7 separate regions of the Mus musculus genome follow, and regions 1, 3, 4, 5, 6 and 7 are each linked to region 2. A link is a contact called in public promoter capture Hi-C and targeted proximity ligation data. All regions are on one chromosome and are shown on one strand. The core of a region is the stretch at or near the end of the contact, and the rest is flanking DNA. Distances in the headings are between cores, read along the strand shown. Region 1 holds the start of Ifit1 (interferon-induced protein with tetratricopeptide repeats 1). Region 2 holds the start of Rpp30 (ribonuclease P/MRP 30 subunit). Region 3 holds the start of Ifit2 (interferon-induced protein with tetratricopeptide repeats 2). Region 4 holds the start of Slc16a12 (solute carrier family 16 (monocarboxylic acid transporters), member 12). Region 5 holds the start of Fas (Fas (TNF receptor superfamily member 6)). Region 6 holds the start of Lipa (lysosomal acid lipase A). Region 7 holds the start of Ch25h (cholesterol 25-hydroxylase).

Region 1 (3,699 bases), core at 649-3,148, 1.4 Mb before region 2:
GGGCTGCCTTGTCTGGCCTCTGTGGGAGAGGAAGCTCTGAGTCCTGCTGCAACTTGATGGGCTGGGGGTGGGGGTGGGTGGTAGTACCCATGGGACATAGGGGCCTTCCCTTGTCAGAGGAGACAGGGAAGAAGGAATAGCCATGGAGGGTGTGATGGTGGAACTGGGCAGCAGTCAGAATGTAAAACAAACAAACAAGCAAACAAACAAACAAAAAGAAAGAAAAAATGAAAAACAAAAGAGAAAAAGGCAATTTTGAGTTAAGAGCCTTATTAACACAATCCTTTCAACCCTGTCCATTTTTAAGTGTTTTAATATTATATTTCAGTGAAGTGTGTAGCCGGTATGTGTATGGGTGAGTGTGTATGTGTGTAACTGTGTTTTTGTTAGTGTGTCTGTGGGGGTGGTGTTATGACATTCGTGTGAAGTCATGTTAGAACACTCTAGATTTAGTTCTTCTCTGCCAGCACGGAGTCAGGGGACTGAACCCAGGAGTCAGGCTTGATAGCAAACACTTTAACTCTCTAACATATACCTAGTTATCTGACTGACACATAACTCTAGGTTCTCTAAAATTAAACTTTACTGGAGAAAGTGACCAGAGGGCCAACTCCTGTCTTGGTGTCAGCTGATGGGGGGGGGGGGTTAGGGCTGTACCTACCTGGTCAAAGATAACTCTCAGGAGAGGCTAGCACTATATCAAGGAGATGGGATTAGATGTTTAACTTCTTTCAATATTTTTAATATATGGAGGTGAGAAGGATGAGCTGAATTTGAGGACCTAGACATCAAAGGTCAGGATAAGGAACTAGACAGCAATAAAGGCTGAGATTACAGGTTAACCAAGACAACAGACTAAAGTATTTGACCTCAACCTGAAACAGTGTGAGCCCCACTGTCTGTAGTTCCCTAGATTGCTATTAGCCCTTAAAATGGTATTTATTTTACGTGTATGAACACACTGTAGTTGTCTTCAGACACACCAGAAGAGGGCATTTAATCCTATTACAGATACTTGTGAGCCACCATGTGGTTGCTGGGAACTGAACTCAAGACCTCTAGAAGAGCAGTGAGTGCTCTTAACCACTGACCCATCTAGTAGCCTTGCTATTAGTGGGATAGCATCAAGGCTCTGAATAACCATCACCCTTTAGGGATTCCATGTTTGGTTCTTGTTAACATGACTATGATTGGTGGAAAGAACCCTTTAGAGTCACCTCAGGAGAAGTTAACACAAAGCATGGCTCTACAGCTCTCTGGGCAATGGGAAACTGTCCTGGTTTATAAAGACTGTATTCCTAAGGCTTCGGATAGGCTGGGAAGCTATGGACCAGTCAATGCAGGTGAATAATGACATCTGTGGAAGATGCTAAGGATAGACACACAACAAACCAGCTAGTATCTTCTTCCACTTCCACAATGCATGAGAACTCACTCTTCCAGTCCCAAACTTTCCCTTTGCCATCCTAAGACCCCCTAGTGCCACATGGGAAAGTCTCACTTCCAAGGAGGAACTGCAGACCTTCAGTTGCTTGGAAGAAAGAACAACACTGCTTCTGAAGATGCCAGTCTGCTTTCCATTTTATCTGTATCACCTCCATCAGCCCCTACCTAACAGATAAGAGTCTCTGGGTGGCAGGGATGTCTCACTCTCTCTCTCTGGACAGCAGTCTGGATCCGACATGTCTGTATCCGTTTCAGAGCCTTCTCCTCATCGATTTCAGTGGAGAATGCAGTAGGGCAAACCCCACAGTGCCCCACAGTGCGTCTCCCTGGATAAACTGCAGGCTTCAGTTTCACTTTCCAGTCTCAGTTTCAGTTTCTCACTGCTGACTGAAAAGAGCACACCCCCTAGCTCACCCAGCCCTTTAAAAAAAACCTGAGCTTCCAGTTGGTGTGACAGTCTGCAAGAGAGCAGAGAGTCAAGGCAGGTTTCTGAGGAGTTCTGCTCTGCTGAAAACCCAGAGAACAGCTACCACCTTTACAGCAACCATGGGGTAAGGATTTCCCTGTTCTCCACTCTGAGGGAACCCAGGACACAGACGTTTGCTAGTGGCTGTTTCTGAGTGTGCCTCTAGCTTCTCTTTCTACTGCTGATGGGGAACAAGGATGCTAATTGTCCTGAGGGTCCAGGGAGTTTGCTTAATGCCCCCACTAAGCTGTGTGCCTGGTGCTGGATGTGTGACTGGAAGCTTGTTTTGATTTTTAAGGCTGTCTCACAGCATGTAGTAGGACGTACCTGGGAGAGAATTTAGTGCATGCTCGGCTCACAAACAAAGATGATTACCAAACAGGCCCTCTGGAATGGAATAAAGGACCACCAGTGCCCACTTGGTGCTCCAAAAGTGAGCAGCAGGTTAGAGTATGCTCCTTCTGATCTTCTGAGGACATAGTCCTTAGAATGTTCCAGCATGTCCTCAGAATCTTCCAGCCTATCCCTCAATGGACCTCTTGAAATGCTGTTCAAGCTTTCTGTTCCAGGCGCATTCATTCCCATCCCTGGCTGGCTAAACAAATAGCCAGGGCAACACCTCTCTCTCTCTCTCTCTCTCTCCCTCCCTCCCTCTCTCCCTCCCTCCCTCCCCGCGCCCCCCCCCCCCCCAGGATTAAGAAACAAAAATGTGTCAATTCTATTCTCTCTGACAAGAGGTATTAAAACCTTTTGGCCAAGAAACTAAATATATATGAATAAATATATATGAATATATGTTATATAAAGCCATGTCAGGAAGTTTGATAAGGTAGAGCAAGTAGAGACCCAGAGACTCGGTGGGCACACAACTGAGGCTTAGGGTATGGTGGGTAAAAGTTCTATACCTGAGTCAAGGGCCCCACACATCACCAGGAAGATAATGTGATTGATACAGTACCACCAACCAGTGGTTCCAGATTTAATAGATGGTGCATGGGGCACTACATCACACCCTGAGCCTGAGTATGGAGATATGGAACATCTGTGTTTTGCAACTGTTCAGAGGAATAGAGCATATAACTAACAAGAAAAAAGGCTCTCCTGCCTACCTCTGAGACCTAGGGAATCAGGTCACCTCTGATCCCTTGAGCCTGTGGGCCCCCTACTCCTATTGCCCTTCTGAAGTCAATTGGTCCAGAAGGTAAGAAGAAGTTTGGTAAGGTAGAGCAGATGCTATGCATAGGTGCATGTACCTCCACCTCAAGACAGAGAGCCCAGAAGGATCCTTGTGAGCCTCCCAGTCAAGGCAGACCTTCCTGGGCTACTGCTGTCCAGTTTTCAGAGTCCTCTGAGCTGTCCTGACAAAATCTTTATTTCCCATAAGGTGCAGGTACAATCTCTAATTCCAACTGTGGGATGCTGTAGCCAGGGAAAGCAAAGTAAAGCCAGATTGAATCTGATGCCCCTGGGTCAGGATTAATCTATTCCTACAGAAGCTTGTCCAGCATCTTAAAGTGCTCTGGAAAAGAAGGAGTAACTATGAATTTGGTTATGAGAGAGAGAGTGAGAGAGAGAGAGACAGACACAGACACAGACACAGACACAGAAATAGGGAAAGACAGATGATGGGGTCTCTGAGAATGCTGTGGCCAACAGAGCAATGGTCTCTATGAAGTAAGAAGGAAATCTGGTTGAATATAATTTAGCCAATGTCGGTTCAAACTTCTAGAATCTAACCTGGCACTGTTTGTTGTAAATATATTTCAGCACAATAAAATATAGCAAAA
Region 2 (4,065 bases), core at 303-2,802:
ACACAATGGCTACTCGACTGACCAATCTAGATTTTGTGATCCTGTATGAAGACATCTCTCTACTACTATAAAAGTTAGAACTAGACATTCTGATGAAAGCAAGGGGTTTGTTTTGTACGGCCTTGGTCTGGTTGCAGACATTATTTTGTTGTTGTTTTGTTCTTGGAAAATATCAAGTATTGGAAACAATCATTTATGAAAATTAACCAAACATAGGTGTGGCAGTGCTCAGCTGTAATCCCAAAACCAAGGATACTGAGGCAAGATGATTGTGGATTTAAGTCCACCCTGGGCTACTAATAATACCACCTCTGCTACTGCCTCCTCCACCTCTTTCTCCTCCTTCTCTTCCTCCTCCTCTCCACCACCACCACCGCCATCATCATCATCTTTCAGAAATTTGTAGGAAATTAGTGATCATTACAGTAGTGTGGTCAGATGGAGAAGACTCCATATTCTTTGTGATTAGTACAGAAATTGAAAATGCTTCTAAACATTTCCATCACTTTGGTATAATCCCAACGGACAAGCTCATGAGAAGTGGACTTTTCTTATTTGAGAGACCAGCAGTTCAGAAGTCCTATTGAGTTGCACGAGGCTGGAGCTGCTTATTAGTAATGCGCAGAAGGGTTCGCATGCTAGGCAACTAAAGACTGAATGGAGAGGGGTAAAGGACTGGCCCTCTACATCAAGTAGATTAAAAATCGTGTTCTATGTTGTTGAATAATTGATCTGTCAATATTAAAGAGTTCATTTTTAAAAGGGTCATTTAAAAGTAGAAACATCAAATGATATGTGTATGTTTCTCATGAAAAACATTGTAAGACATGTTTTCATTTTTGCCCCTCCCAGTCAGTCCTCTGGCTAAAGGATGTGTTGGCGCTAAACCATCAGCTTTGAGAGCACTCTGCCATCTTGTGGTTGTAGTCTGTAACGGATTGTCTTAGCCCAAAGAGTTTAGATAATCTTAGCCACAGACCAAATACTTCAAAAAGGCCACTTTCAAAGAATGGAATGTACTGTGGAAATAGGAAAGAAAAATAACTTCCCATGTATCTTCATTTATTTGTTAGTTTAACTACTTTTGAGACTCTGTATTTCAGACTGGCCTGGTACTCTCGGTATAAAGAAGGTTGGCCTCAAACTCAGAGTTCTCTCTGCCTTCCCGGGTCTGGGATTAAAGGCGTGTATCACCACGCCCGGCTCCCCAGAGCTTTAAACAGGCTTCAAGACCTTAGAAATGTCTGCTTGACATCGGTATGCTCTATGGGTGCCTTTAAAATGAGTCACTTTGCATTGCTGTATGGTAGGAGCATGGGAGATTTGAGCCCCATCAGAGAGTACCAAAACATTCCCATTCAAATTATGAATAAGTAAGGCTATAGGTCCCAACACACTAACTTTGGCTGGATTCTAGGGAATAGGAAAGTCTCTGCAAGACGACCCAAGACGACTGAGAAAGAAAAACTACAAATCCCAGAAAGCTCAAGGAACAACCTAAAACTCCCAGCATGCCTGAGGGACAACACGGCGGCTGCGCAGACTGGCGCGCGGGTGCTCCTGGGATGTCAGCATGGCGGCGTTCGCAGATTTGGATTTAAGAGCGGGCTCAGACCTGAAGGCTCTGCGCGGACTCGTGGAGACTGCTGCTCACCGTGAGTCTACTGGCTTGGCTCTGTCCCCCACACCATCCAGCTTTGTTTGGTAGTTTTTTCAGGCCCCATTCCGGTCTCTCGTGTGATCTGCCTGACGTCCCTAAAGGCAGAGAATAGCTGCAGTATCACCCGGATCCCCTGGGTGAGAAACTCGGGCTCTTGACAAAGCTGTTGTTGTTTGTGTTTGCCCAGTCATTCGTGCAGAGGGAGAGAACGGAGGCCTAAGGGGTCGAGGCATTGGCATGGAGCCTGCGAGCTGATGAATGATAGGAACAGGGACTGGTCCCCTCAGCCAGTGCTTTTGGTATCAGCCCCTTTTGAGTCACACGGCATCTGTCAAATACAGAAAGCTGGGTCTCGGGCAGGAACTGCTGTGGGAGCTTAGAGAATGGGAAGGGCGTTACCTTATTTCTCTCGAGCATCTCAAGTGCCTTAAGGATGAACGTTGATCATGTGAGCTCTCACCTGGCATAGGGCCTGCCAAATAATAGATTCTCAAATCCCTTCGAGAGGAAGGAAAGTAGGGCGTTATTGGGCTGACTGGGAAGACGAAGGGCCGCTATTTTATCATTACCATGCATTATTCTTTTAATATTAATACACTATTATCCTGTCAGTATTTTAGGCAACTTAAAGACAAGAGTCGTGATTTAAATGTATTGGGGACAGGGCACTTGTCTGTTGTGATGGTAAGACAAGCCTGTAGTGTCCCTCGTCTGTTATTGTAGAGTACCTCAAAAGAGATGTGAGGGAGTCATCACTCCATTGCTCCGTAGGAAAGGGAGCAAATGTGAGGGGGATCGCAGAAGAAAGAAATGATAACAAAGGTGACAGAAAGACATAAAACTTGAGTCTTTAGCATTGTGTTAATATGAACCACAGCCTAAATATGTGCCTGGCTTCTAAATGTGGCAGCTAAATATGTGCACTCTTCTAAAATACTGGTGCTGTTTCACTTCATTTTCATGACACTTGAAAGTCCTGTCTGCTGTTAACATCATGGGACAGGTGAAGAACCTGAAACTTCACCTTAAGTCACAATAAACAGTAGGGCTCAGGATCTGCCTCCTACCCCACCCCCTTATTTTCCAGGTCTCGGAATTGAATCCAGGACTCTGTGTATGCCTAGCAAGCATCCTGACACTTAGCTACATCCCTATTGTCATGCCAGACTCTTGAATCTCTTATCAATATGATCATTGTGAACAAGAAAGTATATTTTTTAAATGATCTATTTTTCTTTTCAGTGGGATACTCAGTTGTTGCCATCAATCACATTGTTGACTTTAAGGAAAAGAAACGGGTAAAGTAGAATTTCTCATGTAACTGGTTGCTAAATACAAGTGTTTATAAATCCTTGTGTCTGTGTTGGGAATATGGATCTAGAGACAAGTGTACTAGTTAACTGTTCTTGTTGCTATGACCACATACCTGCAAAGCAACTTAAGGAAGGAGGAGTTTATTTTGCTTATCCTCTGACGGTATAGTCCATCATGGCAGTAGGAGCGTGAAGTGGCTGGTCACAGCTTCTCCTCAGTCATGAAGCAGAAAGAGACAAATGTTGGGGCTTCGCTCACCTCCTTCTTTAGTTAATTCGCTCAGGCTCCCAACCCGTGAAGTAGCACAGCTCCCGTTCAGGGTGGAAACACCATCATAGAAATAGACAGAGATGTGTTTCTGTGGTCATTCAAGGATCCTTCATCCTAAGCATGTTTCTCTTTTGCGGCAAGGTCTTATATGTCTCACTCTGGCCAAGGATGATGGCCTCCTGCCTCTGCCTTCCCAGTGCTGAGATTACAGGCTCATAGGGAAGGCCTTAGGGATTTTAGAAGGCATGTACCAACTGAGCTGTATCCTCAACCCTCAACTATATTTCTTAAAAACCCTGTGTTTCAGGGCCCCCAATGGAGGAACTAGAGAAAGTACCAAGGAGCTAAAGGGTTCTGCAACCCTATAGGTGGAACAACAATATGAACTAACCAGTACCCCCAGGGCTCGTGTCTCTAGCTGCATATGTAGCAGAAGATGGCCTAGTTGGCCATCATTGGAAAGAGAGGCCCCTTGGTCTTGCAAACTTTATATGCCTCAGTACAGGGGAACGCCAGGGCCAAGAAGTGGGAGTGGGTGGGTAGGGGAGTGGGGGAGGGTAGGGTATGGGGGACTTTTGGGATAGCATTTGAAATGTAAATGAAGAAAATACCTAATTAAAAAATTAGATATAAAAAAACCCCTGTGTTTATTTACTTTAGCAATTGAACATATACAAATGATTTTTGTTTTGTTTGTGAAAAATTCTAATGTAGTATAAGGATTCCTAATGTTGCGTTTATATTAACTAAGTTACTTTCAAAGATGTTTAAAAGTACATTGCCATTAAATGAACTGAAAGCATGTCATCTTGTTTACTGTG
Region 3 (4,200 bases), core at 847-3,346, 1.5 Mb before region 2:
TAGTTCCCGCCCCTCTTGACTCAGTGAGAGTCTTCTTAGATCACTCACGTTAAACTATCTCCCTATGAGTCACACAGTCTAGCAAGGAAAAAGCTTTTTTGCTTTTTTTGTTTTGTTTTGTTTTTGTTTTTGTTTGTTTGTTTGCTTTTGTTTTTCGAGACAGGGTTTCTCTGTGTAGCCCTGGCTGTCCTGGCACTCACTTTGTAGACCAGGCTGGCCTCGAACTCAGAAATCTGCCTTCCTCTGCCTCCCGAGTGCTGGGATTAAAGGCGTGTGCCACCAAGCCCGGCTGGGAAAAGCTTTTTAAGAACCCTTGACAAGAAGCTGAATCTCTCCCCACAGTACGGTGATTACATTCCTCTCTTAAAACCATAAAGAATGGCTTGGGGGTCAGAGTGGGACAATAAATACAATTGTACTTATAAGACGAGCAGCATTGTGTTTGCCTGCCAGGAAAGGGGTCCTGTAGAAATATCCTACAAAGAAATGACGGTCCTGGTCCTTCGAGTCAACGCTGCGCTCTTTGAGAAGGTTCTCCAAAGCCCGCACAAATTTCATACCAACAGGAGGAATCCCTTCTGTTCAAATTGATTGATGATCTCTCCCACAAGCTCCCGCTGGAGCCCACCAGGCCTGATGGTAATGAAGGTACACTCACCGTTGGTCATGTGTGCTGTGGTCTGGGAGGGACTGAATGTTGTGAAGACAGTCTCGGTGATGCTAACAGAGACCAACCCCACTCACTCTAAGCCTGTGACCATCCGAGGAGACTTTTGCATCCAAGTTGGTAAGAATGGTTCTGTAGAGAGCCCAGCTTGTGGTTTCAGCCCAAGGAGCTGGTGGACTTCAAGAGTTGTGCACAGGACTGGATCTATGAGTGACAGGAAGGCCCCTGCTTTGCCACCTTCTGACCCCTGTTCCCACAGGCAGGGGACCAGCAACTCTAGATATTTCTGGATCTTCCTTTGGCCTTTAGGGATCCTCTGGGAGCTGTGACTCCCTGTGTAGTGTTAAGTACCACTATTAGATTAAAATGTCTCATCGCCTGTGAAGAGAAGGAGGAGGAGAGGGAGGGGGAGGGGGAGGGGGAGGGGGGGGGACTCAATTTAGAAGAGAAACTAAATTGACAAGACCGAAGTGTTTAACCACCAGGCAACAGGGAGGGGTATGATGGATCCTTAGAATGACAGTTCACTGCTAAAACTCTTCCTTTCCCCATCCCCTATCTCCTTTCAGTCCTAGGGACAGAAGCCAGTGTCATGGGCAAGAGCTCTGTCACTGAGCTACATCCTAGCCTTGGAACCTCACTTTCTTTTAAAGGACTTTGAATGTCATTATCTTTCATTCTATCCATCTATCTGGATCTATATCTATCTATCTATCTATCTATCTATCATCCATCCATCCATTTATCAAGGGTGCCACACGGAGGTCAGAGGACCACTTGCAGGAGTCGATTTTTACTTTCCCTGGGATTAAAATCCCATCCCAGCTCAGATCCTAGGGCTTAAAGTCAAGTGATATAAGCCCCTGAAGTCATCTCCCCTAAGCCAGTTGAGTCTCAATTTCAATTTAAATCCAGGAATTCAATTCAGGATCATGTCCCTCACTAAGATGGACTATTAGGAAACTGGAAATGAGTGAACCATCCTCTAAGAATCAACTAGGTATTATCTCTGCTGTCCAGAATATTACAGTCTGCGAATTAATCCGCTTCAGTTAGCAACATCAGTAAACATTAAAAATAGGAAAGGACAGAAAAGGATCCTGTCTGGTCTTGCATTGTGCAAGGAGAATTCTATGCTAGAGCTGGGCTGGAGCACCAAGACCCAGAGGCTGGAAAATTCATGGGAGCTTCCTGGAAGAATGGATAAAACCGTCTCTCTCCCAATTCCGGAAGTATTTCTGCTGCAAACTCTCAAATTTAGCATCTAGGGATAATAAAGCTAAAAGCGGCGGAGAAGGGCACCCTCTGGCGACAATAGCAGGACACAGTGGGAGGAAGCAGCGCTAAGATGGAGTACCACCCCAAAACAAAGCTCCCTGGGAGCTGTAGTCGAGCCAGGTTGCCTGGGTGAGTGCAGTTTCCCGCCCTTAGTGATGTGGGGACCCAGCGAGATGGAGCTCACTTTAGGAAACAGCGGGGAGTCCCCCAAAGGACTAAGGTATTCCAGCCACACCCGACTAACGCTGCAAATATGTAGGAAAGAGAGTGAAGCAAGATATTTTTAATGAGTAGCCCTGTCTAGTAGTAGATCCCTCAAAGCACCAAGTGTGGGTAGGGGTTACATCCGGCACCCGGCAGTCAGGAGTCATTGGCCACGCACCCTTCGCCAGCGTCCATTCTGCCGAAAAGCAAGTTCTGGCCTTCTGCAGTTAATGCTTTTTTACCCATCAGCAAGATGCACCAAGATGAGACTTAGAGGTAGGTGGTCGTCGCTCTTAAATGTGGGTGGACGCAACTTTTGTTTTCCTGGGCTGTCCACTAGGGGCGCGTGGTGGACTCTGGGTCCTAAGCTATATATCTAGTCACTCTTTTATCCAGAACCCACCCTCAGCTCACTCAAAGGCTTTCAAAAACAGCTTTTTTTTTTTTTTACTTCCGGTTGTTTATTTGAGAAGGAATGCACCAGAAATTACAGAAACCTTTTTAATGTCCCACAACCTCTCAACTCTGTAAGTCTATTAACATGTTATTGTGTAATGGTCTCTCCCCCTCCCCAACCTCCCTGTGTTCCTCAGGTTTGGTGTTTTAAAATGACAGCTGATGTAGGAATTCCTCTCTGTGGAGATAGAGTGGACACAATGAATTTCTTTCTTCCCCCCCCTCCCCCTCCCTCGCCCTCTCCCTGCCCCCCTTCTCTCTCTCTCTCTCTCTCTCTCTCTCTCTCTCTCTCTCTCTTCTTTCTTTCTTTCTTTCTTTCTTTCTTTCTTTCTTTCTTCCTTCCTTCCTTCCTTCCTTCCTTCCTTCCTTCCTTCTTTCTTTCTTTCTTTCTTTCTTTCTTTCTTTCTTTCTTTCTTTCTTCTTTCTAAAATATTTTCTGGATTTAAATGTTGGTAAAGGAAGAAGAGAGGTAAACGTTAGAAGTAGGGACTGGGAATCTCAAATTAGGGTGCAGTTCAGAGATGAAGAAGGCACAATGAGGTATTTGTGTCCTCATGAGGAAAGTATTTGGGAGTGCTGAAAGCAAGCAGTGTAAATAGCATCAGGACAGCAACTGCTCAGGAGGCCATGCGCCTGAATCACACTTATACTTCAGTAAAATGTTAACAAAGACTCCGAGACAACAGAAGGAAAAATTAGAACACGTTGGCACCCTGAGAAGTGTGCTATTCAAAAGAGTAAGGCAGTGGCTGAAAAGACCATGCAGGAGGAGATAGGACCATCAAGATACTCTGAGCATGAAAAATACACAGGGTCATAGAACAAGGGTTAACAAACTGCCACCCGGAGGCCAGCTTGCTATTTGCTTCTATAAATGAAGTTTTATTGGATCAGGTGCTCTCTTACGCTGCAACAGCAGACTGGACTAGTTGCTCACAAAGCCAGAGAAAATATTTATTATTTGGCCCTTAACAGGGTCCAGAACATCATGATGGCCATGGTTCAAATTCCTGGGATGCTTGAAACATGAGGGCTAGTAACTACTCGTGACTGCTAAAGCAGGGACACACATGGTTGTTTGCTTTGCCGCTGTTTAAAAGAGTTCAGTAGTTTTCCTTTGAGATGTACTTTAATTTAACAATGAAAACGGTTCTAAAGTAAAGGGCTGTCTCTGGTCTTGCATTCTTCTAGAAGAATATCTGTATACTTGCTGCTGTCAGTTGCTTGTGCTAGAGAACATGGTAAACTCAGTTTTTAATGCTCAGAAGAAAATGATAAATATATGAGGATATCACCATTGTCAATCATCTGGGGATAGCTAGAGGAGACAAATGACCTTGATGGAGAGGTGCAATGACAGACTTTGTCTATGGCACTCGAGGGAACTTTGTGTGCTTCTACAAAGGGAGATGTTTACATCTCTACCCTGCTCAATTCTGAAAAAGGAACACACCAATCAAAGACAGCCTTCTGTACCTGATGTCTGAAAAGCGCAAGATGCATTTTTATAGTATCATGATTCTGATATGAAGGGTATTTATTTACTTGTTTTGAAAAATGCTTTTGACTGATGTCTGTCCCTTAAGATTTTCAAT
Region 4 (4,253 bases), core at 717-3,216, 1.3 Mb before region 2:
CATGTCTTCATTACTAGCCATTTATCACCAGAAGAAGCACAGAATCTGGACTCCAGAGCCACTAGAGGAACCTTATTCCAACTTATCCTTGCTTTTCCTGGGAGTTTATTTGGGAAGTATCCACATATTCATCTTCATATGGGAAGAATTTTAAACATTGCCTAAACATGAGGCTCCTTCTTCGCTTCCTTCCTGCTTTCTCTCCATGTGTGCCTTCTTTTCTTCCTGTCATCCTTTCTTCCCTCCATTTTTTTTTTTTTTTTTTTGAGATAGAGTCTTCCTATGTAGCCTTCACTAGCCTGACAGTCACTATGTAGCTCAGGCTGATCTTGAACTCCCAAGAGTCCTCTGCCTCCCGTCTCTGATGTGCTGGAATTACAGCCATGTACCATCATCCCAGGTTTAAAGTGTTCTTAACTTTTAACACTTACACAACAAAGGCAGTTTGACTGAATCGACCTCTCATCTAGTTCAGAACTCTCTCAGGTTAAAAGCAGATGAGTAATTACAAGGATGAGAAAATTATATGCTTGGGCCGGTCTAGTCATATGGTGCCGGGGTTGTTGTTAAAATGCATAGAGGCAAAATACCCTAAACACTGACCAGGACGACAGGGAGAAAGCCTGGATTTCAATATTGGTCCCAACTACACTTAAAGATATAAGTTTTAACAAACCTTGCAGACATGGCTCTGAGCTTCCCAAGCTATTCAACTGAAGGGTTTGAATCTAATAGATTCTCTAAAACTCATTTCAATTCTAAGATCCTGTAAGTAATACGTGATTGTGTCCAGTCTCTCAGTATCCAAAGCTCACACTTTCTACAGTCATAAGCCAGGCATCACGGGTGGCTAGCACACCATTAGCTGTAGTTTAGTGTGACTTGGGGGTGGGGGTGGGGGTGGGGGGGAGAAATTACACAGCCAGCAGCTGCAGATTTCAACAGCTAGTGAGCTCAAATACCCGTAGCCACAGGGTCTTCCTGAACTTGGCAAGCCCGAAGATTTTTTTCCTTCTGGGCTAGGTTTAGCAGAGACGCTGGAATGCCCACATAGCTCTCAGCAAAGCTGGGAAGAACAGCGGCCAGACAAAATGCAAGCGAGTGGCCCAGAACACTGAATCACCAGTTTGCACCAAACATACAGGGCTGGCTGCTTTAGGGTAAGGAGCGACTGGAGAAATTAAGTTTAATTCATTCCAAACGGGAAGGCCGGTGTGCTCTAAAGAGATCACCTAAGGATAATAAACGGTTGGTGGGTAGGAGAGGGTTAAAAAGCAAGAACACCGGACAACCCAGGGGGAAAGGCGGTCTGTCTTGCCTGGGAAATGCGCATCTGGAAATCACAGGACACAGATCAAAGCCACTCTCTGCAGCCACCTGCCTGGAAACCCAGCCAGACACTCCAGAACACAGGACAAGTGGGCACGTGCTTCCATTCTAAACCCAACAAGTGGCCAGACTTAGGATCTAGACACAGCTGAGCTCCGGGATAGATGTAGAATGGAGCGCCTGCGTCCTTCCCGAGGTCTAGGTCCAGCTCTGCTGCCCTATCTCGATTCCTAGCCACCTGTTTCTACGGAGTTGGGAAACCTTAAGGACAGAAGCAAAGCTTTCCGCACCGGGACAGCGCCGATTCCGGCGTGCGCTCCGCTGTCCTCTGTCCGGTCTCCGCCCGCCCACATCCCGGGACCCACGGGTGCTCACCTCGCGGGGACAGCTGCAACGCTGGCGACGGCGAGCCCACATGTCCCCTTCGCGGCGGCCCCTTCCCACGGCTCTGGAGTCCGGTCCCGGCTGAGGGGCGGAGGAGCGCACAGGGCGGAGGCGCCGTAGGGGCCGGGGCCCGCAGGCAGCGCCCGCCGGACACTGTCACTAGGGAGATCCCACCGCCCCGCCCCGGAGAAGCAAAGCTCTCAGTCACCGCAGCCCCGAGGGTGACTCTGCCCTGCCGGCGGACGGGCTTTGTCCCCGGATCCGCTCTGCGCTGGGGGCTTGACCACGGGTGAGGGGCGCGGGGAGGAGGGGCGCCTCCAGGTTATGTAATGCTTAGGCCCGCGAGTCGTGAGCCAGCTCACTGGGGACTGCAGGGCTCTCTCTGTAACAGTCTTGTGTAGCTGGGACCTACACTAAAGAAGGCTGGGTGTTCTCAAAAAGATATGTCCCTGCATGGTCAAAGAGTAGAAGCTGTACAAAGTCTCCTGCACGTGCATCTTGCAAGGACCGGGACCCTGGTCAGACCATTACACAGATCAGTCAGTCCTAAAGACTTGAGTTCAACTCGCCCCACAAAGCCCCATGACTTTGGGCAGTCAACTTAACTCTGAGTCTCAGTTTCTCTATAAAATAAAAGAACATTTGCTTCTCTCTCTTGCTGAGAGGAGAAAATGGGTTCATTAACAGGTTCATTAACAGGCTCATTAACAGTGTGTGTGTTTGGGGCTGGGGGGGGGGGGGTAAATGGTGTTTGCCCCGCCCTCCAGGAGGCACTGTGTGCTGCAGGTTCCAGGCTAGCCATCCCCTCAGGTATCCTTTTAGGCAAAAGCAAAGTCTCTGAACTGACGAGGTCAGACTCAAGCTCATAGAAGTTATCGCAATTCAGAATGGTCCTTCAGACGGACGCAAGCTAGGAACTGGTTAGAAATGCCAACCTCTAAATGTCTTCTTTTCAACAAAAGTCCTGGCTGATTATGACGAACGGCAAAGTTAGAAAAGAAATTAAGCTTTCAGGAAAAATTGAGAGGAACGGGAACCCACTGGTCAATAGTAGGCAATATTGTACTTTGGATTTGTTGTTGTTGGGCACGAAGGTTGTGTGTTTGAAGAACATGTGATACCATGTGGTCCTGAAAGATCCTGACAGAATGTAAAAGGACACAGAAGCCCTGGAATTGGCAAGATAGATGTCAGTGTTAGCAGAACTAGCTTCACTGATTTAGAAAAATAGAGGTGCACAATGCTCTGGCCACTCCTTGAACCTGTGTGTCTGCCAATGTTTTGACTGTTCATTGAACCCAAGTGTGTGCCCACTGATGAAGCCCATTGCCAGGTGTTTGTGATATTGCTTGCTGAGAAAGAGTCAGAAAATCTCCCCAGCAACCACAGCCCGGCCAATCCTGAGTTGCTACACCTGCACCAGACTCTTTCCTTGTACCCCTCCCATACCCATTTCTTGAGAATAGACATTGTTTAGATCTGGAAATCCCCTACTCCCCCCCCCCTTCTCCTTTCTCCCCTGAGGGCCTATAAAAACTGGGACCTCTTTCCCCTCGGGGTCCACTCCTCTACCCCTGCGTGGGATATGAGTCGTCCCCAGAGTTCTGGCTTTCCCCAATAAAGCCTCATGTGGTTTGCATCAAGCTTGGTCTATTGTGAGTTCTTGGGTGTCCGCTATTGTCCTGAGGCCTGAGCGAGGGGCTCCTCTCGGAGTCTTTCAGTCCAGGCTTGCCTTCAACTCCCAGTCCTTCCAAGGTCAGTGCCCTGGTGCTGGCATTCTAAAAACAATCGAGTAGAGTGAGGGAGCGAGTGCTCCACCCTAGACTTTTAAACAGATGTTTCTGAAGCTCTGGGTTCCATCCCCAGCACTGCACAAACAAAATTCCTGCCTAGCTAAGGCCCTTCTCATCTTGCAGGCTTCTCTGTAAGTTTGTTTCCCTCTCTGTTGACCTTCCTACACACTAAGTCTAAATCTGAATTTAAGGACTATTTTCACTTAGTATGAAACTAGTTTAGATCTAAGGGATTAGTAAATGTGTGTTTAAAACACACACAAGAAGGAGAATTCATTAGCATTAATCATAAGCTCATAAATGCAGGGTCAGCAGTGAGCCCTGAGCCCTCGGCTATGGAGGTCTTTAGGTCAAAGGCTTGGGAACTCTGTCTTTGAGAAAAATCATTCTGCCAGTTAAATACTGTTCTTAGGGGCAAATCGGTCTTGTCTTCTATTTCAATAATATAGGACAACCAGTTCTTTTGAGAAGTTCTGGGGAATAAGATGAATCTTCAGACTTCCCTCAAAGTCACCACTCACAGGGCTGCTGGGAAAGCCCAGAGCTATAAGAGCAATGTCTCTGTTGTTTTATCCTTGACAGTATTCAGATTTTGTTTGTCTCTGAATGCTCCCTAGCAGGCTTTTTTAACCTTTGGGACTTAGGAATTGGTGATGTGTACATGCCAATAATCGCCACACTTTGGAAGCTACGGCATAGGGATGGCGAATTTGAGTGCAGTCTGGGCTATATAAGAAGAACTTTGAC
Region 5 (4,301 bases), core at 1,580-4,079, 1.8 Mb before region 2:
TGAACAGAACGCCTACAGGAAGGAGAGGAAGGAGGGTGACAATCTAGATTCAGAGCACTTTTAAAAACACCTGCAGAAGACAATGCTGCAGGATGTCCCCCCACTCTCTCTCTCTCTCTCTCTCTCTCTCTCTCTCTCTCTCTCTCTCTCTCTCCATTCTGTGTGTGTGTGTGTATTTGTATATTCTTAATTAGATAGATCCTCCAGGGAGGAAAAGAAGTAGAAACAGAAGCTGAGCGAGCGATCAGTGGATTTTGCAGACCTTCTGACCCATAGAGGTGGAGTCCAGAAACTGCTTCATGAACAGGAAACTCTTGGTGCTGACCTTGAACAAACTTACTTACCTTCTCGGTGAACAAGCGGTTTTTAACCTACAGGGCTGGACCACCGTAGAGCTCACATATCAGATACCCTGCATAGCAGATATTCACATTACGATTCACAACGGCAGCAAAGTTACAGTTGGGATGTAGCAACGAGATAGCATCATAGTTGAGCGTTGCCATAGCATGAACTGTATTAGAGGGTCCAGCATTAGCGAGGGTGAGTACCACTGCTCTAGAATGTTCGCACGACACTAAAGTGCTACCTACTTTTCCAAAACAAAAGTGACTTTGAGATGCATTCATTAACTAGCAGTAAAGAAGTATAAGAATTTTTTTTAACGAAAATTGGTCAGGAAATAATCCGTAACAAAAGGAGGAAGTAATAATGTCTAACACAGCAGGTGAGGGTTTTCCCTTTTACTGAAAATAGACTTCTCTTTTTGATAGATTTATATCCTGACTATGGTCCCCTAACTCTTTTCACCCCAGCTCTTTTCTACCTTCCATCCTATCCAGATATTCCCTTTCTGTCTTGCTCAAAAACAAACTGGCTTCTAAGGAATAATACAAAAAGAAACAGAACTAACACACCGCAATTGGATGAAACAAACAGAAGAAAAAGAAGCCCAAGAGCTGGCACACAAAACAGAGACAAGCTCATGTGCACACTCAGGGATCCCTTAAAAACACTAAATTTGAAGACATAAATGCATATGCAAAGGACCTGTTGCAGACCCATGCAGGCCTGCACATGCTGCCCCAGTCTCTGTGAGGTCATGTGAGCTTTGATCTTGTTGACTTGGAAGGCCTTGTTTTCTTGGTCTTGTCCATCCCCTCTGGGTCTCAGACTCTTCCTGCCTCCTCCTCTTGGGGTTCCCTGAGCACTGAGGGGAGGGATTTGATGGAGACATCTCATTTAGGGCTGAGTGTTCCAGTATCTTTCTCTCTCTGAATAATATTTGGCTGTGGATCTCCGTATTAGGAGTTATTTTATTATAATGTATGTGTTGTTTGTTTGTTTTTATAACATACATATTTGTTTTTTTCCCTAGGTCCCTGGGCTATCTAGTCTCAGGTTCTTGGGTAGCGTCAGGTTTATGTTCTATCTTGTGGAGTGGGGCTAAAGTCAAATCCAGTATTGATGGGTTGCTCCCACAAACTTTGTGCCACTATATGCACTAGCTCATCTCTCTAGCAGGACACCATCATAGATCAAAGGCTTTGGGGTAGAGGTGAGGTTTACCTTTCTCCTTTAGTAGCATGCAGAATATCTTCCAGTACCAAAGATGTTGGCATGTAGGGATGAAGGCTCTATGTAGGCACTTTCTTCTTGCTCTCAACTTCTCTATATTCAATGAGTTGTGTGGGTCTCAGTTTGTGGGGAGCAATCTATAGTCTTGGCAACAGGCTGCATTGTTTGGGGACTCCCATGCAACTCTTTTTGGCCAACGATTCAATTAGATGCAACCCCATCCAGGAAAGGAAAACTTCATTTGATGACAAGAGATGTTCACTTGTGGCTCTGTCTCCCCCCATTATTTGGCTATAGATCACCTTCATGTATGCTTATACTTTAGGAAGACTCTGCTAGGTTTCCATACCTCTCAAATGCCCTTTAATTTTAGCTGTCTCTCCCTGTATTCCCATTCATCGTCTTCCTTTCCCCTCCCCCACTTGATCTTCCCATCATAACTACCTATTTTATTCCTCTTCCTTAATAAGATCTTTCTGTCCCCTCCCCTAGTCCCTTACTCTATATCTAACCCCCGTGGTTCTAAAGATTCTGGCTTGGTCCCTGAGTTAACTGCTGTGTTATTTGTCATAGTCATTTACCTTCATTCTCCATTTGGGAAACGAAGCCAGGGACATTCCCCTCATCAGGATCCCAAAGCCTATTATCTCTACCTCTGCTGTGGTGATTGTCACTTCATGTATCATATATGAGCTCTGTGGAGGGACCTCCCTCATCAGAATCCTAGGGTGTGTACCTCCTCTGTGGTAATTACCATTCAGAGGCCCCAGAAGCCCCAGCAGACCTGTCACTGACAAAATATTGAAAGTGAAGGCAAAATGGTCTTTGTCTCCAGCAATCAGCCAAAGTCCAATTCAATACAGAGTTCAGAATTCCTTCCAGGGTGAGCAGCAGGCAGAAAAAAAAATCTCACTTGACCTGAGGGTGTGACTGTGGAAGCGCCCAGGATGGGGAATGCCCATTTATGCAATCAAGCCCTGCTTGGGCCCCCTCCTCCCCCGCCCCCCACCCCCACCCCGCTCAGGCCGCCTGTGCAGTGGTGAGTCAGTGGGTTTCCCCGGGAGACCAGCAGAACTTTCTCGCAACCCTTGGGGCTTTACGAAGATTGTGTTTGGTCCCTCAAAAGAAAAAAAGTGACATACACGTGTTCAAAGCGATTTCTGGGAAGACCTGAATAGGAGCGAAGCGGTTTGTGCGTGCCAGGGGGCGGGCCTAGGCAAAGTACATACCCACAGGCAGTCTAGAGCTGGTGGGTGGGGCCGCAGGCTGCCCACACAGGCCGCCCGCTGTTTTCCCTTGCTGCAGACATGCTGTGGATCTGGGCTGTCCTGCCTCTGGTAAGCTTTGGGACGCCTGGGATGTGGGACGCTGCATACTGGGGACCACCACATGAGATTCCAGATGTGGCTGGCATTGGGTGCCACCGGTCCAGATGTTTAGAAACGCAGGGGAGCTGCTTTCGCTCTTGGCTAAGTGCTCAGGGCTGAAGCCCAAGTCCAGCGTTTTTCTGGAAAAAGTTTGGGTCGGGGCGGGGGGCGGGGGCGACGGTCAGAGCTTGGTGCTGGCCAGCTCTTGGATCGATCGCTTTAGTATGGCTGGAGAGGGACTCTGGCTTATAGACTTGCCCAGACACTTTTCTAGTGCCACTTTAGGGCACTAGAAAAGTTCGCTCCGAGGCTCCCTGGCATTTGACACTTCTGACAGTTCGCTCAACCGGGAAGTGAGTTACTCTGGGCTGTATTTACAAGCCAAGCATTAGATCATAAAATTTCTCAAAGTAACTTTGTCTGCGAAGATTTGTTTACTCTCCTGTAACAACACGGGAAACAAAAAAAACCTTCCCTTCCGGGAATTGAGCTGTCAAATTGTGGATGGCTGAACTGGTGGATATTTTTATATTGTTTGTACTGTTTCTTCTGTTACCCTCTTTCTGCTGGCACTCTCACAGCAGATTTGTCCCAGTAACCCTAGGGCTCTGAGTCCCAGCTCCTCCTTGTCTGCTGCAGGCACAGAAGTAAGAACTCTCCAGCATTCGGTCTCTTCAGAAATGCCTGTTAATAAATGCCAGTCCGAGGGATTCGACCCTCCGAGGTTCAATCCAGTTCTGAATTTAGAAAGATTGCTTTATCAGGTCCCTAAAAATTTGCCGGGCACAAGGATCTCAAATCGGTTTTCACAGCAGTGGTAGAAGGGAGGAAGACAACCTCTCCTTACTTTTACAAGGTTAAAAGAGGTTCCGAGAGCTTAAGCATTTAACAGAGGTCACACAGCTAGCAAATGACAGTGCCGGGCTTCAGTTGAGATCTAACTCCAAGGGGCATGTACATACACACACACACACACACACACACACACACACACACACTACTGCCCCATGGTATGGTTAAGAGAAAGGTTTTTATTGTGGATATAAAAGAGAAAATGGCCAGAGGCATCTGGAAGAGCCCAGAACATAGAGAGAAAGAAGTAAACTGAACATGGCCAGCAGACTCGACCAGGGCTATCTGAGAGAGAGAGAGAGAGAGAGAGAGAGAGAGAGAGAGAGAGAGAGAGAGAGAGAGAGAGATGGAGCAGAGGCTAGAGAATAGAGAAAACCGAGCGAGAGAAGCAGGCGCCGAGGTGAGAGAACAGAGTGAGAAGAGCAGAGCAGGTTTTTAGGTTAAATGAGTCGCTAGTGGATGGGAAGCCCAGGAGCTGGAGGGAGCTTGAGTAGGGGTGGCAGT
Region 6 (3,790 bases), core at 613-3,112, 1.6 Mb before region 2:
ATAAGTGACTAATTAGACAAATTGTATGTATGCATACTTCACCATTGAACCACCCAATATGGACAAATCTCAGAATAATTCTGTACATCAAAAAAGTCAGGGATGGGAATAAAGAGAGGAGAAGGAAGGAATTGTTCCAATGTATATAAAACTTGGAGAAAATGTAACCTAGTTTATACAGGGAGAAAACAGATTGACGTCTGGGGAGAAGAAGGGCAAGAGGGGAAATCTCCCAAGGAGCATGCAAAGGACTCTTCAGGGTGGTATGTTTGCTCCGACTTCTGAATAGATTAATTCCCTGGTATTTGTACATGTCAAAATTTAGAAATTCCTACAATGTGTCCTGCTGGTCAGTGTTGATTTCTCAATACTGTTGTTTGAAAATAATAAATAAATAAATAAATAAATAAAGACTCTCTTAAACCAAGCATTCCACATTTCATAGGAAATTGGCTCTCAGAAAATTGCAGTTTCTCCTGAAGTTATTTTTTCCAGCATTCCAGACAGAAGAGAATAATCTCTGGAGTTTGTCCTGGCCACACATGCTTTTAATTGCCAGCATAGTCTTATGTAGCACAGTCTAAGGCTACCTTTCTAACTTCAGGTCACTGTCCCAGAGGTCCTTCAATACTAGAGAACATAAAAGCAGTCTGAAAAGCAAGGGGGGGTGGGGGCGGTAGATCGATAAATAAAGGTTCCCAAGGCAACTTAAAATAAGCACTTTTCTTTTTGGTGGAAGCCGTTTTTACAGAACCTGATACAGTCTGGGAAGGGCATTCACACCGTGAGGTGATTGGGGAAGCTACTCACATGGAAAGTCACCCATTAGACTTCCTTCCAACACAGCACCGTTACTCAACGAACTTGACAAATAATTCTCACAGAAGGGGTTGTCTGATAAGGCTCTGAGCTGGGTTTAGTGCGCTAGTCTAGGTGTTTAGAACATCTTTACCACAGTACTTATGGCTTTGCAACAATCCAATTCATTATTTGTCTGCCTTCCTTTCAACTGGAGAACGGAAGTGGGGGTGGGCAGAGCTGAAGTCTGATTTAACTTTGAACCTTCAAGACTCTGACAAGTCCTGCATAAATAGTACAAATGTTGCTTTTAAAAAATGGGCAGGAACAGCTCCGCAGTTCAGAGACAGACGAAAATAAAGGTCCGGGGTAGTTTTTCAATAATTCCTAAGCTATTGGCAATGCCCAGATGTTGCAGTGCCTCCTACAGTCTGACGCTTCTCTACCAACTCAACAGTACTAACTAAGCTCATTTTCCAAGATAATGTAAACACGCCAGTCAAATACTGGAAGCAAAGGACTAGCTGATTATTCAGCAGTATCGCCGGGGTTTTTAACCAGGACCCACTCCCAAGGTTGCTGCTGGCCATGCAGTCGTGTAAGAGCTAAGAGTAAGGTCGTGGGAGAGCTAACGGGAAGAAAGGATGAAGAGGACTGAGAATCAGGCATTCTGCCTGTCCAGCAGTCCAAGAAATCTGGGCAGGGTTCCTAATCGTCGATCGCGCCTGCCCAGGAAGCGGGAGGGCGCCCAGGGAAGGACAGTCCACTTCTTGTTGATACCCACATAATCGCCGCCCCCCAAACCACCTTCAGGTACCCGACACAGAGCGTGCCCCGGGAGCAGAGCAATTGGAGGCCAGAGACCCTGGTGGGGCCTCCTCTCCCAGCCCTGGCGATCCACAGGACACCAGCTCCCGAGCCCGCTGCACGAAGCCAGCCCCAAAGCAGTCACTCACCGGGAGTGGTCCTCCAACCTCAGCCTCCAGAAGCAGTGCCCACTACAAGCAGGCGAGCTTGGCCAACCTGGTGCCTACACCTACTTGGTGGGAGGGCGGAGCCGTCACCCTGCCCAGGACTTTCACACAGCCAATCAGGGCAGTCCACCACCGGGAAGTGCCCTGGTGACTCCACCCCTCCTGGCCATCGGCCTAGCCCTGGGGAAGCGGACTCAGAGGAGCATGCGCCTTCTGTTCGCCCAAAAGATTCAGCCCAGCCCAGGCCTGCTCTAAGCCCAGCCAGAGCTTCCTCCTGCTTCAAAGCTGGTGGGCATCCTGTATACCTAGCACTTAGCAGAGCATTATAAACTTTTTCCTCTCATGACCTCCTTTTACTTCAGAAATTCTCATTCAAACTCCACTAGCTAGGTATACAAATCAAGCATTTTTTAACAATAAATTATAAAGAAATTCATTTTAAAACAATTATTTTAGTATTACATATATACATACACATATATGTATATATATATGTATATATATATGTATATTTACCATTTTCTGCAAACAAAAACAAATTGGTGTATTAGTGAGACAGATGTGCTTACTTTTACAAAATACTGCTGCACATTCAGCAACATAAAACGGTTCTCAGAATTGGTTCCTACTTTGTTGTTGGAGGTGTAGCCGATGAGACCAGTACAGCCCATAAATACATAGCACAGAATGTCTGAAGTATTTTTAGAGACATTGCAAAAATTGCTCAAGTTTTGTCCTATCTCAAGTCAAACTTCAGTTTATGACTTTTTATGAAACTCGGTCAAGGAAACCAAACAATAACTTTTAAAAATCAAACATTGTAACACAATGGAATCCAAAGGAATGCTACTTTTATACTTACATGCTGAGGAAAGACAGTGGGAAAAATATTAAAAGCCTTGGCTTTCTATAACTTAACTGTTATCTTTCTATAACAGCAGAAAACTTTTTACATGCAGTACAAACACTGCACCTCGTAACCATCATTAATGTGAACAAGGCTATCTCAGGCAGGCAGTCTGTGGTACTTGCTGCCACACAGGGGACAAGTGCACACGTTGCATGTACAGAACCTAGACAGCAGTGATGTGCATCACACAGGCAAATATGGCCTGAAACACGTCACAGTCTGATATGTTTGATTTTGAATCCACTTTTGGTAATTACACATCCAGGCACCTTTTAGGGTTACCAACATTTTTTGTGACACCCCCATGTGAGGTTGTAACCTATAGTTTAGAGGGCTAGGCCGTAAAACACATGAACTTTATAAATAAAAACAAATGAGCACCCTGAAGTGCCAGGGATGACTGTGGCTAGCAAAGCCCAGCCACAATCTGCGCATCCTCCACATTGTGATGCTAAGTCCTCTCCATAGGCTCTCAATCCAAGACCTCTGCATCTCCATTTCACACAGATAGAATCTGAGTTTAGAAAGGTTGTTTTGCCTTAAGGCACTGAGGTAGAACTCACCCAAAATGCAATCCAGGTAAAACTACATTCACATCATATTCTGTGAAAATGAGCAAATAGACCATACTGCCAAGAAATTCCTCCACCCAGATGAGGAAAATCATACCCAGCCACTTCTGGCTTTAGACCATTGTAATATATAATGTCATGTGAGTAACTCAGATGCTATAAGAGAAAGCTGCTGGCTGGTGGTGTGATAGTGGCGAATATACTTAAGTTACACCTTTTTGGGGGGGGGTCCTGGGGACAGACATCAAGGCTTCACATATGCTAAGTGTCATAATTAGCTTCAGTTGTAAATTTGGCATATCTCTGAAAATGAAACCTCAACTGAGAAAATGCAACCACTTATTGGCCTGAGGAAAAAAGTTTTAATTCCTAATTGATGGAGGAGAGACTAGCCCACTGTGAGCAGCACCCTAGGCAGGTGGACCTGGCATATATAAAAATATTAACTGAACAAGTCAGAGGATACAAGTCAGTAGTTTCCAGTCCTGCCTCTGGGTTCCTTTCTTGTGCTCTGCCCTGAATTTCTTTGATGACAA
Region 7 (4,163 bases), core at 1,158-3,657, 1.6 Mb before region 2:
TAACTTCAGTTCAGGAGCCAGGAAAACACCTCTGAGCATACCTGACACAATCAGCAGACACCAGATACCACAGCAGCTGGGTAACGGGAAAGATTTAAGATAGTTCCCAGGAATCCCTTTAACAGACAATGGAGAACAGATCTTTAGATGCTTTTTAAAAACTCCTTAATAAGAACATTTAGGTTCATATATGCTGAGCCCACAATGCTATGCAAATCTGTAACCTTGACTTCTGACATCTTCCTTTTTAACGTTAGCCTTTGGGATCAATACTCTCAATTTATCATTAAAGTAACTAAGCTGCAGTTACATGAGACATTTGATGGCAACATCTGCCTAGCCAATAATTTCTATTACTGAGCAGCCCAGCTGTCCCTTCCTTTTGTCTTGATATTAATTTTCACCTCCTCCTTTTCATACTATTTTCATACTATCTCCTTTTGCAGAAGACAAAACGGGAAGTCTAAGACTGAAAGTTACTCTCACCCTCTGTTAAGAAGAGGCTATATGCTTGGCATGTGTGTCTTCATTAAGAAAATAAACTATAGGAAAACTCCAGGCTGCAGGGGCAGCCTTTTAAGGGTCAGTTGTGCTAGCCAAGAATAGACTCTACCTTAAAATGGAGCTTAGTTTATCAGCTTCCCTAATGCACTAACTTGGCTTATCAAGGCGTTACTCTGATTCTAAGTTACCCTACGCATAGCACTCCAACAATACAGAAGAGACTGGTCTTAATCCCCTAGAAAAGTAACCTACAGAGCAAGTTTTTCACGTGCTTCTTATGTCAAAACCAGACAAAAAGCAGTGTGAATAAGCAGTCAGCTAGCCCCTAGCCTTCTTCCCAAAGTTACTCCCTAGCCCCCCTGCCCAATACCTGACACCAAATTGCTCTTGCCATGGCAAGACTGGTAGATGCTTCAAAGAACACTGAGAAGCCACAGACACACACACACACACACACACACACACACACACACACACACACACACTTCCTTTTTAGTTTTTTTTTTAATTCATCAGGCCCACCAGGAGCTAATGCTTGTTTAGTTCATGTTCTTTTTATTTTTAAAATACAAATAAAACTTTTTTCAATATAAATATATCATTTCATTCAAAAGTAGAAAAAATATACTATAACCTTGGTCACTGCCCAGCAGGAACAAATTTGATTATTTAAAGAGTCAGAAATCAGGTCTTCTCTCAACATGTGAGGTTAGAGCCCAGTTCCAGTGCGATTTCATACATAGGAAAGTCTTGGTTCTAGAAACAAATCATTTCAGAGATCATAATGATTCAAATACACCACGCTGAATGTCTACCTTGTGTCCTGGAGTCAATGACACTGGGATAAGTTGAAATTTAACACCAAGACCACAATTAAATTCACATAGAAACATTATATAAATTACTTTGTCAGGCTGCAGAAACAACATTAGATTTTATAGCAGTGTGCATCACTTTAAAAGTTACAAACTTCTAATAAAGTAACTCAAGTCTGTTTCTTCTTCTGGATCAAGTGTACAGCGCATCGCTCTCTGGAGTTCACGCAGCGCTCACCGCAGGCGCAAAGGCTCTCTGGCAGGGGCGCGGACCGCAGAGTGCCCAGCATTTTGTCCCAGTGTGTGAAGTAAGGAGCAAAATTGCAGTTAAACTGAGAGTGATGCATGTCGTGGTGAGCCACGCCCCCGTACCAGCCAAAGGGCACAAGTCTGTGAGTGGACCACGGGAAGTCATAGCCCGAGTGGTCCTCCACCGACAGCCAGATGTTAATCACGTGAAAGGTAAAGATGGTGAGTGGGTGACACCGAAGCACCGCGACGTTCAGCACGTCGAAGAAGGTCAGCGAAAGCAGCTCCCAGAAGCTCATGTATTGGGTCGCCAGCGCGAAGGAGGACGAGTTCTGGTGATGCACCTTGTGGAAGGTGCGGTACAGCCAGGGCACCTTATGGTGCAGCAGGTGCCACGCGAAGATCTCGGTGTCGAAGAGCAGCAGGCAGATCAGGACGTGACTTAGGAGCTGGACGAGCTCAGGGGCCTCCTGGGGGAGGAGCGCCGGGCTGCGCACCCAGTGCAGCAGCGTCACCGGGAACACGAACACCAGGTGCTGGTAGAGTGTCAGCCCCAGGCAAGGCAGAAGCTGCTTTACGGAAGGCGAGAAGTCCGGGTGGATCTTGTAGCGTCGCAGGATGGGGACCCAGGGATACAGGACGTCCAGCACCACGAACGGTAGGCAGAAGCCCACGTAAGTGATGATAGAAAAGGTGACTGGGAAGATGGGTGAGCGCGTGAACGCCTCCCTTGTCCTTATGGTGTCCCAGAGGGGCTGCAGGAGCAGCTGGCTGGAACAGCCCAGGTCTTGGAGCTCCGAACCGTTGTAGCAGCCCATGCTGAGACTATGTCCCACAATTGTGGTCTCCCCAGCCCCGCCGACTTTTCTTAAGACTGTGGCCACTCCCCCCAGTGACGTCACCCTTCCGTCTCCTTCCCACCTCCCTTTCCCTGCTAAAGAATTTTGCTTAAATAACCCGAATTTTGTTCCTGTCTATGTCCTGGTTTATAGCTGCATCAAATCTCCCCTTCACGCAAGCAGCGGCCCTTAAAGCCCTTTCCCAGACGTAAAGAACTGTTTGCTTGCCTTTCAGCTGATGTACTAATGACACAGGAGAGAGCGATTCTGCCTTGGGACAGTTCACCCGCCATCACCGCTAAAAACTAATGAGTTCTTCGCTCTCAGAAGGCGCTGTTTCTCAACCAAAGCAGAATTCCCTGGGTTTTAAAATATCTGTTTTTGACTGTTTAAAGACTTATTCTACACCTTGGGGGACTCTGAGTGTGCGTACCTCACGCCACAGTGCTGGTACTGGGTCCGTTGCAGACAGGGATTGAGTCCTGTAGGAGAGGGAACCTGGCATCCTCCAAAAAAGAGCAGTCAGGCTCGCAGCCTTTTGGCGCGGACGACTCTCCCGCTCTGGTGCCCTTAAAGCCCGCGGTGTCAAGAGCAGAGATCAGATCCTGCAAGACAGCGGTCAAGAGGGCAGCACTGCCAGCCTTTGCTCTGGGTTGGAGAACGGAGGCTTAACACCCGTAAAGGCTCACTCGATTGGGCCAAACCGCAAAGGCCAGTGGAGAAGAAGATCTGAGCAATCTCATAGCCTCCCGGAACATGTCTCATCTCCCCTGCCATTTCCTTAGAGGTCCCTCAGGCTCCGACTTTTACCAACCCTCAGTTGTTCCCTACTCCTCAACTCCTGGATACCCTTTCAGACACTGGGACTGATCGTCCAGGGACTGAGCACAGGAGGTCAGTACTATATCCAAGGAGAGTGCCCTAGAGAGTGGAGCACAGAAATCAGCCCCGGGTAGCGGATACACGGCACAGAAGATCCCAGAGGAAAGCCAGGGGCCATTCTCCCAGGGTTTCCTTCTTGAATTTGTGTCTTTACAGCTGCTTTTCTCTGCTGGAAGCTAACATAGTCTTATACAAGCTTGTGTTTCTTGTGTTATTTTCCAAAGAAAACAGGGATTGTAGCTCTAGGAGCCTGCTGCCAGTCCCCCCTGGGGGGGGGGAGGGGGAGGGGATGGACTGTAACTTTTGCCTGCACAAGACTGTTACTTGTGATTCACACTCATCAAGAACTGGCTCCCACATTTGTCAGGAAGTACCCCATAACTGTGGCTTCACAGCTCTCTATCTAAGGCCTCAGCACATACCAAAGGAAATAAGGCACACAATCACTTTAACTTTGTATTTCACAGGTAACCACTAAGATATTTGGAATTAAATGCAAATAGTTAAGGTTTTTTTTAACATGAAGAAAAGATAAAAGGATATAAAAAACAAACACATATGGTAAAAATATGGTACAATAAATGGGTCCAACATATACCCAGGGTGTGTGTGTGTGTGTGTGTGTGTGTGTGTGTGTGTGTGTGTGTTATAATAAACAGGTTCATTTTATAGAGAGAAAACATACATACACAATAGGTAAGTTCATGATTCAGGCTCTTCCCATTTGGTAGATGTTCCAGAGTTATCACTGTTAGAGGAGGTGCACGCTCTTCATTCATTCTCTAGGGCCTCTAAACTGTAGCTGTGAACTGTATAGCAGCCTCAGAAAAAAATAAAAATAAAAACAATTTTATAAGACTCATTACAGCCATTA

The links. Promoter capture Hi-C pulls out the DNA fragments that hold promoters and counts their contacts.
Region 1: a contact with region 2 is called in a promoter capture Hi-C map of 3T3-L1-derived adipocytes, with 4 times the contacts expected there. A contact is called at or near these places in 13 of 39 promoter capture datasets (the 3T3-L1 cell line, 3T3-L1-derived adipocytes, the C10 cell line and 9 more), 1 of 484 Hi-C or Micro-C datasets (the HPC-7 cell line) and 2 of 130 datasets of targeted methods (microglia and stem cell-derived neural progenitor cells).
Region 3: a contact with region 2 is called in a targeted proximity ligation map of astrocytes, with 5 times the contacts expected there. A contact is called at or near these places in 6 of 39 promoter capture datasets (the 3T3-L1 cell line, embryonic stem cells, hippocampal neurons and 3 more) and 1 of 130 datasets of targeted methods (astrocytes).
Region 4: a promoter capture Hi-C map of embryonic stem cells shows a contact between it and region 2, with 4 times the contacts expected there. A contact is called at or near these places in 7 of 39 promoter capture datasets (the 3T3-L1 cell line, the C10 cell line, the HPC-7 cell line and 4 more) and 1 of 130 datasets of targeted methods (stem cell-derived neural progenitor cells).
Region 5: a promoter capture Hi-C map of liver shows a contact between it and region 2, with 2.5 times the contacts expected there. A contact is called at or near these places in 4 of 39 promoter capture datasets (embryonic stem cells, hippocampal neurons and liver) and 1 of 130 datasets of targeted methods (astrocytes).
Region 6: a contact with region 2 is called in a promoter capture Hi-C map of embryonic stem cells, with 5 times the contacts expected there. A contact is called at or near these places in 6 of 39 promoter capture datasets (the 3T3-L1 cell line, the HPC-7 cell line, embryonic stem cells and 3 more) and 2 of 130 datasets of targeted methods (astrocytes and stem cell-derived neural progenitor cells).
Region 7: a contact with region 2 is called in a targeted proximity ligation map of astrocytes, with 6 times the contacts expected there. A contact is called at or near these places in 3 of 39 promoter capture datasets (embryonic stem cells, hippocampal neurons and liver) and 1 of 130 datasets of targeted methods (astrocytes).

What each region holds. Positions count from the first base shown.
Region 1 is chr19:34,638,991-34,642,689 of GRCm38.p6, forward strand. It overlaps Ifit1 (interferon-induced protein with tetratricopeptide repeats 1), which reads left to right and starts at 1,899. Exons shown (of 2, transcript NM_008331.3): 1 at 1,899-1,997. The coding sequence starts at 1,993. It also overlaps a transcript of Ifit1bl1 not described here and a transcript of Ifit1bl2 not described here.
Region 2 is chr19:36,082,164-36,086,228 of GRCm38.p6, forward strand. It overlaps Rpp30 (ribonuclease P/MRP 30 subunit), which reads left to right and starts at 1,553. Exons shown (of 11, transcript NM_019428.3): 1 at 1,553-1,655; 2 at 2,903-2,958. The coding sequence starts at 1,574.
Region 3 is chr19:34,548,598-34,552,797 of GRCm38.p6, forward strand. It overlaps Ifit2 (interferon-induced protein with tetratricopeptide repeats 2), which reads left to right and starts at 2,097. Exons shown (of 3, transcript NM_008332.3): 1 at 2,097-2,425.
Region 4 is chr19:34,745,362-34,749,614 of GRCm38.p6, forward strand. It overlaps Slc16a12 (solute carrier family 16 (monocarboxylic acid transporters), member 12), which reads right to left and starts at 1,967. Exons shown (of 7, transcript NM_172838.4): 1 at 1,705-1,967.
Region 5 is chr19:34,287,830-34,292,130 of GRCm38.p6, forward strand. It overlaps Fas (Fas (TNF receptor superfamily member 6)), which reads left to right and starts at 2,830. Exons shown (of 9, transcript NM_007987.2): 1 at 2,830-2,915. The coding sequence starts at 2,886.
Region 6 is chr19:34,525,612-34,529,401 of GRCm38.p6, forward strand. It overlaps Lipa (lysosomal acid lipase A), which reads right to left and starts at 1,863. Exons shown (of 10, transcript NM_021460.3): 1 at 1,755-1,863.
Region 7 is chr19:34,472,741-34,476,903 of GRCm38.p6, forward strand. Ch25h (cholesterol 25-hydroxylase) reads right to left here and starts at 2,408. Exons shown (of 1, transcript NM_009890.2): 1 at 1,043-2,408. The coding sequence starts at 2,386. The coding sequence ends at 1,490.